Regions from separate parts of the Zea mays genome. Here region 2 is linked to region 1. Evidence: chromatin contacts called from public Hi-C data. All regions are on one chromosome and are shown on one strand. The core of a region is the stretch at or near the end of the contact, and the rest is flanking DNA. Distances in the headings are between cores, read along the strand shown. Region 1 holds the start of LOC100284321. Region 2 holds the start of LOC100381640.

Region 1 (2,547 bases), core at 18-2,517:
TGAATTGCGCACACATTTCATGTTATTAGTGTAAATTTGTGAGATATTGGGGTTGATGATATATATGTTGTTCGTTTTCATGTAATCTTTGTGCACTAACATTTATTGAATAATTTGGATGACGTCGTAACACATGAGCACATAACTAGAGAAGGTACCAACCAAAAGTATGTGCATGAACAGAGATCAAACATTTCAAAGTTTCTTCATAATCTAAAAATACATAAATGTGTGTTTGATTTACCAGAACATGTAAAGTATCATATTCAACATTTTTAATCCAGGGTTAAGATATCCTGGGTTCACATATCCTACTTTCATGACATTGTGCAATTACATCTAATATATTTGCCTTCTTTCGTCTAGGTACTGGTTTCATCATATACATGATCTTTCTTAAACAAAAAGGAATAATTCTCTAACCTCACATAATGGTGTACAATGATGAAAATGGATTTGGGATAGATGCGGTCATAGGGTTAGCGACATGAGCTCCGTGAGCCCGCCCATCGTGGACGGGATCTGGCCATGCACGTCGTCCGCGCCGTCAATGAAGACGATGTTTACACGCTGGCCCGACGTCGTTGCACCAAAAGTGGTCCCACGCGCAGTAGTTGGGTAGCACATGCTTCATGTTCAGCAGCGCGTGCAGCTCGCGAGGTGAGCAGGACCACGTCGTGTTGCGGACGCTGCAATGAGCAGGAAGACAACGAGGAAGATGGTGGTGGTGGACGCCATTGCGCTCGTGTGCTAGGACCTAGGAAGATAGCCGTGCATATCATAGTGATGTTTATCGTTAACTTTTAAACATCGTGGCAAAACACGGACACTTACCTAGTCCCTAGATAAAAGCCCAGTCCGACAATTGAAGTGTCTCCATTCTCTAATGAGGAATTTGTATTTTTGACACCTTAAGTAAGTGATTTTGCACAATTGACACTCTAAAATTAATTTCGTAAATTTGATACCCACATCATTGTCACTTTGATTTATTTGTCATTTTATCTTTTAATAGTTTTCTTTTCTTTTTTCTATTTTCTAAAATATAAAAGGACTAATATATCCTTTCTTGTTTATAAATTTGCCGCAGATGTGCTCTTTCACTTATTAAAAGAGTACCACATTCTCAATTTGCCGCAGCGGTGGCTTTATTAGTACGTTAAATACGAGAAATGGTATATTATATTTATTCCTTCCATATCTCAGAAAATGGGAAAATAAAAAAACTATTAAAAAGTGCGTGTCAGATTTACGAATTTAATCTTTAGAAATTAGAATGTCAATTGTGCAAAGCCAGTTATTTAGGGTGTCAAAAATACAAATTTCTCCTCCCGAACACCCTACTCGTTCTCCCCCATCGGCGCCGCTACGACCAGCGTTTGAGCCACTCGCCGCCGCGCACGATCCTCCACGCCTTGCTCCAGTCCTCGTCGGCACGCCTCCTTCCCAACCCTAACCCTAGCACTAGCAGTCAGTCGAGCGGCGGCAAGTCAAGGGTCTGTCGAGCGGGCCGGCGGCGAAGAAGTGTCTAGCGAGGCGAGTCAGGTGCAGGGGGACCCACCCGCAGCGGTGGCGTGAAGCGCGTTTGACTGGATCGACCAGGTTGGCGGCTAAACAGAGGAGGTTGCTTGTTTGTTTTCTCCGTCCGGCTGCGGTTTTCCTTTGACTGGATCGATCAGATTTGCCGGCGGCGGCAGCGGTCCCCCGGCAAAGGCGTGGGGATCCCTGCCGGGATGGAGGTGCCGTGGCTGCTGCTGGTGCACGGGTCAGTGACGGCGCTGGTGGTGGTGTCGTTCCTCTGCGGGCAATGGCCCATCTTCGAGGGCACCTTCATCCAGAGCATCAACCACTTCCTCACCTTTGGGGCCTACCACTACCTCCTGTACGTTCTAGCGCCTCCCTTCCCCCTATCCTTCCTTTCACTCCTGCTCCTGCTTAGTGAGTGAGGGAATTGTTCCTGCAGGCGGTTTGTGCAGTCTGTGTGCGGCACTGGGGCTAGGGATCTCGTCCTCGGTGTCGAGGGATACTGCTGCGACCGACCCAACCCGATATTGCAGGTACATGCCATTCATCCGTACTTGAATTGCCAACGTGTCTTGAATTATCAATGTTGGGGATAACTGTTTATGTCGAAATATGATGTAGTTGTGATGGAAGGTTAAGTTGTCTGTTTTGAGTATTGGAATACCGCTTGATGCTGAATGGCTGTTAGTTGTTGCTTGAGATAGCGGCATTGATCGATAGCTAGGGGATTGATGGTGGGTTCTCGGTTGGTAGCTCCAATGCTCGGTTGACTACTTGACTCTGCAAACGAGGAGTTTTTTCAAGGACCAGAATGTGGACGATCAAGTATGTTAGGGCTTGGGTTTCTTATTTGGTTGCCCATTATTATAAATATCCTACATTTGGTAAACCTGCTATACAGTAAACATGCAACCAAAAGCTGCTGATTAAGGGAGTGGTTTATGTTCTTCGGATTCTATGAAATTAATAAAGGCTTTGTGCTTGTGCTAAGTGAAAGCAGTGGCGAATCTTAGGTTAGAATAT
Region 2 (2,547 bases), core at 34-2,533, 230 kb before region 1:
GCGTCATCTTGGCACCAGAAGTGACGCAGAGGAGGATCGACAACAATGACCACTCGCCATCGTCGGGGTAGCTTTTGTGTCGGCTTGCCTTTAATTCTCTTCGCAAACACATACACTTGCATTTTTTTGTTTAAGCAAGCGTGTATGGTGGTGCTTACTTGATGACTGACAATTTATGAGGGAACTTCTACCGACAGGTGTGACATGTGCTCTTCAATGATGAGACCATACAAATATATCGAAGTCTGCATGATACTGATGGTTGCAATGCAGTATTAAAACAGCTAAATTAAAATAACAAAATTTATGTATGGCTAGGATTACAAATGGATTATGAAATATTTTTTTATAACAATATAAGACACATTTTATATATAAGTTATTATGTTATTATATGTTCCCGTTGCAACGCACGGGTACTCACCTAGTTAGATCAGAAGTTACATGGCAGTCCATGGAACATTGAGTGCTCATTGGAAGTAAACTTCCTAGCCTTTGTACCTCGGCTAAGCTAAATTAGTAGTTATGGGTTTAAATGTTAGTATATATACCAGTTGCTAAGCAGTACCTTTCCCAACAGATCGGAGAGCGTTGAGGGGTTGCCACAGAGCAGAGAAGGTAATTCCGATGCTGAAGAGGTGGACAGTGCTCCCTGCCATCCACATCATAAATCCCATCATCATCAGGTTCTTGAACGGAGCCTGCGCAACTTCCCAAGCTTTCTGTTCACATCAGGGAGCACACACAGTTAGACAGCAATTTCAAAGCCTAGAACTACGTAGATGCTAACCCTAGATAATCACTGAGGACGGCAAAGTCATCAAGATCTAATCTAGCTCTTGCAAAACTGTACGACATGGTTATCCTATCATAGCCTGTAGGTCGCGCTGACGGCGGCCTGGATCTACTAGACCAAGCACGAATAGGCTACCGAACGAACGAACCTGCGCCTTCCATGCAGCCTCGGAGTCCTTGCGCTGGCGCGCTCCAGCGGCGTCGTCCTGCGATCCAGAGCAGGCACGTGAATTGCGGGACACAGAGCAAAACAGCGAAGGGACGAACGGGGAGGAGTAGGGGTTACCGCGTCGGGCGCGGATCTGGTGAAGCCGGGCGGGTCGGGGACGGCGGGGGAGGAGGAGGAGGCGTCGGGGAGCTCCACCGCCCAGCGGCGAGCGAGGCCCTTTCCCTTCTCCATCGCGGCGGGTCGATGCTCGGAGGTCGACGACCTGATGCTCCGCCGCCGGCGTTCGGGGCCGTCTGCGTCTGGCGCTGGTCTCGGAACGGTGACGAGTGCTAGTCAGCCTCGAACCAGTAGGGCCGTGAGTTTTATGGATAGGTCCTCAATATTGTAATGTGTTCAATTATGAGCCCAAGGGTGCATTGATGAGGATTGGAGGGATCCGCGCAAGCGCAACCGAACAAGAATTTGGCCTGGTTCCGTGGTTCGCTTCGATTCGATTTAGGCTGCAATTTTGTTCATTCGGGATAATCACATATCCAGGCATATGGTATCCGCGTGTTCATGGACCGATCTAGCCGGATGAAATTGTTAAAATATTTTATTTTAAAAAAAAACTTTCACCGTACTCTCGACTAGCTTGAGACGATGGGTAGTTAAAAAATTGGTATAGCTGAGTTCAGCGGGACGCGAAAAGCGTCACGGATGGGTTTTTTTCGTGGCGAGCGTCACTATAGGGCGTCCATCAGAAACCGGATGATGCGGTTGGAAAAAAAGGCATCCCCTTCCTCTCCCCTCAAACGGTCAAACCAACGTATCCTCTCTCTTCTTCTCCTCTTTACGCGAGGAACTCGTGTCTGTTTCCGCGACGCGCTCCTCCCCATCGGCCTGGTGCTTTTTCGCGTCCGCGCTCGAGATCAGCTGGAGTTAGTCTAAAGAGTAAGTGTTAGAGCAACTCCAAAAACCTAGCTAAATAGATTAGTATACGCAAAAACAGAAAAATTAGGATTAAAATCCGATCCAACGGACTCTCTTTCTTGCTCGCTATTGTATCCTGCTCACCATCCCATCCAGATTGTTAGGTATTTTTGCCGAGTCTGTCCGCCTAGCCATTCCCTCCTACCGTCACCCCTCTTGAGCCCTTGACGCCTGTAGCACCATTCCATCGCCTGCCGTTCTCGTCGTCCTCTCGCCGCTCCCAAGCCTCGCCGTCCTCGCGTGTGTTGGTAGATATGACATACCCAGGCTGGGAGGGGATTAACCGCAATACAGGGGAAGAGCACATCGATTAATTTTCTTGGCCAATGTCGACAATGCAAGCGTATCAGCAAAAGTGTAAATGCTTGCTCCTCCTGTTTGTTTGTTTTACTAGCATTCCAATTTCTAGCTCATATGCTAGCACTTTCTAAAAGTTGATCGATATCACGATTCATGGACAAAAAAATTTCTCATGCCAGCAGTAAAAAGAGAGACATGTGAACTGTAGATTTATATTTTAATATAAACACGTGTATCTTATTCACGTCAATTGAGAGGTGTTTTGAATATTTATAAACAATATTTAAAGAGTCTGTTGGTTTATCTCATCG

What was found. Hi-C and Micro-C count contacts between places; a contact is called where the count stands out from the background.
Region 2: a contact with region 1 is called in a Hi-C map of ear, with 2.3 times the contacts expected there. The contact joins the promoter of LOC100381640 here to the promoter of LOC100284321 in region 1. A contact is called at or near these places in 9 of 25 Hi-C or Micro-C datasets (ear, endosperm, leaf and 2 more) and 1 of 3 datasets of contacts at active chromatin or transcription factors (leaf).

The regions. Positions count from the first base shown.
Region 1 is chr9:133,686,147-133,688,693 of Zm-B73-REFERENCE-NAM-5.0, reverse strand. LOC100284321 reads left to right here and starts at 1,267. Exons shown (of 10, transcript NM_001157216.2): 1 at 1,267-1,882; 2 at 1,964-2,057. The coding sequence starts at 1,734.
Region 2 is chr9:133,917,931-133,920,477 of Zm-B73-REFERENCE-NAM-5.0, reverse strand. LOC100381640 reads right to left here and starts at 1,283. Exons shown (of 6, transcript NM_001174455.1): 1 at 1,082-1,283; 2 at 945-1,001; 3 at 569-722. The coding sequence starts at 1,195.